2 separate regions of the Gossypium hirsutum genome follow, and region 1 is linked to region 2. The links are chromatin contacts, called in public Hi-C maps. All regions are on one chromosome and are shown on one strand. Each heading gives the region's core, a stretch centred on a gene start, on an enhancer-like site or on the middle of the called end of the contact. The rest is flanking DNA. Distances are from core to core; before and after follow the strand shown.

Region 1 (3,065 bases), core at 253-2,752, 150 kb before region 2:
TGGAATCCAGTTGGGATTGGTTGAAACTTACCAGTGGTCGCCATCAATGGCAAAGGCGAAAAAGAAAGCAAAAAGGAAAGGTTAAATTTTGCTAGGGATCCTAGTTTTTATACTTATTTATTTTTTAAATTTAAATTCATTTGATTAAATTTAATTATCAATTTACTCTAATTGAGTATTCCATGTCTCTATATTTTTCTAAATTTAAAATTTCAATCTTGAAGCAAATAGTCATCATTAATTCAATAGTTAAATTTTTAATGAGTAATACGTAGAATAAGTTGATATGACATTATACATAAATAATATATTTGAGATTCCATCTATGATATTCAAACAACAGCTTTGCTAAATACCATTTGAATAGTCGAATTAGAATAAAGTAAAGATTAACCAATTTCTTTTTATTAAAAAAGCTTCAGATCTTTTCCATGGGGTATCTTCCAAAGCTATCACATGCATTGTTGAATTAGAAACAAATTGTTCTAAAAAGTAAAATGGAATTTCCAGTAAAAGCCAAGGGATCAGTAGAACAAAAGAGAAAAAGAACATTTTTTTAATATTTCATGGAAGATCTTTTCAGAGTACAGTGACACCGACCAGACTTTTTGTTTATTATCGGATCAATAACATCAATGATGGTTTAAAAAAGCTTTTTATTAATAATTATAAAGGAATTAAAAAAGTAAAGTCGAATCTAGATGCAAAGGCCATGGGGTCTAGGGATTTTAGCCTTTTTCATTACCTCTGTAGGCTTTTAATGGCGTTAACCTCCTTTTTATCTAACAACTTAAAACAAATCACCAAAATTAAAAGTGAAATAAAGGTCAAATATTATACACTTTAATTTAAAGCACTGTGAAAATAATAAAAAGAAGGATGAAGAACATTGCTATACCTTCCAGTTTGTGTCGATAATTCCCTGTTATAAAAGCACTGAGGAAGTGAGGCTCTACATATGAAGCCATTAATGATGTTTCTGTAGTAGCAAACTAAATACAGTAAGCTGCACTTCCAGAAAATAATGAAAGAAGAAAAGAATCCCAGAAAATATTGTGAAATGATTTGAGTTCTTTTTGTATGAATCTGTAACTGAAAAATAAGTTGGAATAGCAAAAAAGGAACAAAGACCCAAAAATGTGAAGAAAGTCACAAACCTGAATCCAATCCTCAACATGCTCTCTATGAGGGAAATATTGTGTTCTTTAAGGATGGAGAGAGAGAAGGGGGGGGTGAAGGTGGGCGGTGGTGAGCTATATTTTTGAGAAGCCAAGTGAGGACCATTTGACGAGAGAGAGAGAGAGAGAGAGAGAGAGAGAGAGAGAGAGAGAGAGAGAGGCATACATATTTTTGAGTTTCCCAAATATGCCCCATTGATTGAACCAATCCATTTAATTGAACCATATGATACAAGGGTATGACAAGTTAGGATACTGTCAAACGAGAAGGGCATTATTGTCATCGAAATTAGTTTCATAAGATGACAGAGAATAGAAAAGAGGGGCGGCAAAGGAATCAACGAAGTCAATAATATTAATAACGTAGAAATTATATTTGTTATAAAACATTATAAATTTTTTTACAATTAAAATTTATTTTTATAATATTTATATAGACGTAACAATAAGCAATATTTAATTAAACTTTTGAAGTAAATTTATAAGAGTAGATGGTGGTAAATTAAGTAGATTAATTTATATTATTAAAATATTCATATTTTATATTATAAAATATTTATTATTAGATATTTATAAATTATATATATTATAAGGTTTCATGCTTTCAGCGAACATGGAAGCTTAATTTTTTTACACATAACATATTATCCCTTAACACCTCAAATTTTTGATATTTCATTTGGTACTATCCTAGGATGGAATGCAATGAAATACCAAAAATATTAGAAAATGATTCAGATCAAAGAATTTCATGAAAGGAAAATTGATGTTGGAGATGGAAATCAATAGAAAGAATTGTGAATATGCAAATTCAGAAAAAATATTAAATTGTAATTTTAAAAAGTTGGCACAAGAATAAGTTGGGATATGTATTGGTGTGATGAAAATCACTTTTGAGACCAAATTGAAAAGATTTAAAAGTACATGGGCTAAATTATAAATTTTCTCATTATTATCGAGAGAAGGATTTAACTACCCAAGGATTCTTACTAATCACTAAAGGTGAATTATGGAATTTGAGTGATTAAGTGCCTACTTGTGAAAAAAATGTGATTTGAGGCAAAAAGGGTAAAATGATAATTTTGCTATATAAAGGCATTTTGGTTTTTACTCGAGAATTTTATAATAAAAATATTATTTGATGAGATGTTTGATAATTGGTTTTAACATAGTCCATTAGACGTGATGGTTAATGTGTTGATCTGTGCAATTAGACAATGAGTTATCTATCAAAACTCTGAACTGTGAAACTATGAATCTGTCTCCATATGAATATTAAATAATATTTTGAATTAAGTGGATCTCTAAACTCTGAGTATACCTATACCTAAATTATAAGAAAGTTATTGGTCTCAGTTAATAAGTTATCTATGGTTATTATTGTGCCCTAATAAACTTAGTGAAATAGTTAAGATATGATTGACATGCCAATAGGGATTAGATGTGGAGTTCTCTTGTGATATAGAGTTTTGTTTCTTTCGAGTCTTACACATATTATGTGCAATATTTGTTGTCTTCAATTATGCACTCGTGTGCATTCTTTGTTACCTTCGAGCTTAACATGTATGTGCTCTCTAGTGTGTCTTAAGGATTTGTACTTATATGCTATTTGGTTTGTTTGGAGCATCAACACTGTAACACCCTTCACTCGACCGCATCAACACTGTAACACCCCTCGCCCGACCCGATTGTCAAGTTTAAACTACAGGGTGCTACAATTTTTGTCGGAGCAACTACTGACAAATTCACAGTAAAATCATCATTTCATATCATCATTCATGCAATGAAAAACAATAAAACATTGAATATCATGAACATTCTTTCTTAGGTGTTATATGAGCATATGAATGCTTTAATGTCAACCCAAGATCGAGTAAGGACTTTTTT
Region 2 (3,105 bases), core at 295-2,794:
TCGTTACTTCTCTTCTTGTAATGTTGTTGCCTTGACAAAGAATATTACTGACATCCAATTCAACCTAGTCATATAATATTAACTCATTCCTTTTCCTTTGGAAGGAAGAAAGGGTGTGCATGTAAGAATAGTGGCAGCTTGGAATTTTTTTGTGTGTGAATAAATCTTTTTGTAAATTATTATCGAGTTTCCCTTATTCTTTTATCATAATTTCTCTCTTAAAAATATTCTCATTACTTTTCGATTTAAATTCATATCTCCATGATTTATGAATCATTATTGTAACTGTAAATGCCTTTATTTGGAGTCTAAATTACGAGCTAATATCCAAAGTTTGAAATGTAGGGGGTTTCTTTCTCAAAAATAACTCCATTCCTTGTTATTCCTACTCCTCGTGTGAACAAAGTGTACAACTCCTTGGCTTTCTCTCATCTCTGTCTTTGTCGCCACTATATGATCCAATCTGCTATTTAAAATTGAGGTAAGGTTAAAACTTTGCATACAGAGTAACCAAACTAGACTACTCTTGCGAAATTACAATCAACAAAAATGTATTTATCTCTGAAACATAAAATACACAAGACACTTTATTCACAATAACTCTTTTTTTTTTATCCCGGATGGTTTGCTATGTCTTCTTTCTATAATATTAATGCAACTATTTTTATCTCGAAAAATAAATATAAACACAATTTACTTTTAAGTTTGAAAATATTTTAGGTGAGAGAAAAAGAGAAATGGGTGGGGTATTTATTGTTCACAAATCAACTCATTAAATAGCTTGGTTGGGAAACTTCACAACCTTGAGCTCAATATCCATAAGGGCTGAACACAGTTAACTATATTTTGTAGTACTTTTCCCTTGACATGCTAGCACGGATTCCTTAAATTCAACATCCATGTGTATTGAGATATCTTTAAAAATGTATTTTAAAAATTAAAATTTGAAGACAAATATTTAAATAAATAATATTAAAAAAATTATACTTAGGTCTAAAAACAGTTTAACTTACTTAAATCATTTAAAAATATAAAAGAATAAATAGAATATATTGTATTTATTGTATGAAATACTTTAAATTTTAAATATAATCAAGGTATTTAAATACATGATATTTGACATTATTTTAGACTGCATACATGTAAAAAACCCAGGCTATATTTTGATTTTAAATATATTAATTATGAATGCATATCTCTAGCTAAATGAATAAATGAATTACACTGTTCTGCAGGGAAGCACAACCGTCCGGGCGTTTGGTCTAGTGGTATGATTCTCGCTTTGGGTGCGAGAGGTCCCGAGTTCGATTCTCGGAACGCCCCTTTCTTATTTTACCTTTTTTTTAAATTTTTTTGGCTCAGAGGCGCTGACACGTGGCATATTGGTCAGAGACACAGAAAAAAAACGAGGGGCATTCCGAGAATTGAACTCGGGACCTCTCGCACCCTAAGCGAGAATCATACCACTAGACCAAATGCCCACTTTGTTTGTTTGTCTCAAACAAAATTATTTATAGTTAAGTTTAATTGAATAGTTTCCCGCCTTCAGGTACATTTTTTTGTTATTATTTCCCCTCCAAAAATCAAAACTCAAAAAATCCCAAAATGCTTCTGATGCATAAAAATGGGGTTTTATTATGCCACCATGTTAGCTTTCCCATCCATCATTTAAGAATTTGAGGTTTCCCACCAAATCATCGTTGATCACTGAGAAAAATCCTACATTAACAAATTGAATGGCTGCTGATACACGTTACCTCACTCACACTCTACTCTTTGAGTCTCACTCCCCATCCATCCGGTAATCTTTTTTCCTTTCAATATTCCAATTATCGCCCCCTTTTTTTTTCTACATGATTTTGGGGGATTCTCGTTAATCATCAAGAAAATTCTCAAAGTGTGATCCAAATAAATATTGTTGTGCTTGATAGTCCTGTAAATGAAAATGAAACCCAGTTGGAGAAAGCTTGCTTTGGCACTGAAGTAACGGATAATGATGATGGTGATGAGGAGATGGGTCATGTGGAGGATGTGAAAGCTGAACAAGCAATGTGTGAGCTTGATATGGAAATTGTGCTTGATAGTGAAGATGAAGGAAGTTGTAGAACCGAGACTATAACTCTCTTTAATTGTAGAAAGATCACTGGTGGAAGTGAAAAGAATGTGTCAAAGAAGAGGGAAGGGCAAAGCCCTTGTTTAGATGTTGATTCAATTGACAAACAACTCAGTGCAGGTTAGTCTTTCATTGGTTTTATTTTGTTTTAAATTTTTTATTCAATGTCATTGTACCCCCTTTTTTCTCTTAGCAAATTGAGATCAATATGATTGCTTTGTGTTTATGTTTTGGTTGAATCTTATGGTGCGTAGTAATTATTAGTAAATCATTTTCTGTGGTTTGAATTGAAGGGACGAAAAGATCTTCCAGGGATCATGATAGAAGTGATGAGACAAAGGATGTGCCTCAATTGTCTATAGGTGATCATGAGATTAGAAGGTTGGAATATGTCGATTCTCAGGAACCTGGAGATTCGTCCCAAGCTATTGCACTTTGCTTCGTCGATAACTTTTTGAGCTTTAATAGTGTGGATTTGTGTCAAGGAGTTGAAGAGAGAAGGAGGACTAAATCGCCTTTTGTCTCCAGTGCAAAGGGAACTCGACATTTGGCTAAGATAATCAATCGGGGATCTCCGGTCAAAGAAGTGGGAACCTTTGAATGGTTTGAGAGTTGTCATCAGGGAGAGACTGATTCCTTTAGCAAGAGAATGACAAGGTCTTCTGAATTTGGAGACTTAAGCCATCAAGATCTTCACAATAAAGGGCAAAGAAATTTAAGCAATGAGCATGAAGAGGAGCATGCACGCCGTCATTCACTTTCAGGGTTCAAGGATCAGGGTTTGAAAGCCAGTATCGGGATAGAAAAAGAATCAGAAGGGAATATGGTAAATGGATCTTTTAAGGAGGTGGACGAACTCATGCAGACAAAATCATCATCAGAAAAGTTTGAAGCTAGTGGTACTGCAAGAGACATACCAGACATGTTTGATGTTGGCTTTAGCACCCAAATAGCTGCAGAAGCGATGGAAGCTCTATGTTACGGCCTCCCTC

Evidence for each region. A called contact is a pair of places that touch in the nucleus more often than the background predicts.
Region 1: a Hi-C map of leaf shows a contact between it and region 2, with 2.7 times the contacts expected there. The contact joins the promoter of LOC107949012 here to the promoter of LOC107952233 in region 2. A contact is called at or near these places in 16 of 34 Hi-C or Micro-C datasets (anther, callus, fibers and 4 more).

Annotation. Positions count from the first base shown.
Region 1 is chrA08:14,215,604-14,218,668 of Gossypium_hirsutum_v2.1, reverse strand. LOC107949012 (short-chain dehydrogenase reductase 3c) reads right to left here and starts at 1,502. Exons shown (of 3, transcript XM_016883709.2): 1 at 1,158-1,502; 2 at 899-979. The coding sequence starts at 1,477.
Region 2 is chrA08:14,069,693-14,072,797 of Gossypium_hirsutum_v2.1, reverse strand. It overlaps LOC107952233, which reads left to right and starts at 1,544. Exons shown (of 8, transcript XM_041075886.1): 1 at 1,544-1,801; 2 at 1,932-2,233; 3 at 2,407-3,105. The coding sequence starts at 1,737. TRNAP-AGG (transfer RNA proline (anticodon AGG)) reads right to left here and starts at 1,481; the gene lies at 1,410-1,481. TRNAP-UGG (transfer RNA proline (anticodon UGG)) reads left to right here and starts at 1,252; the gene lies at 1,252-1,323.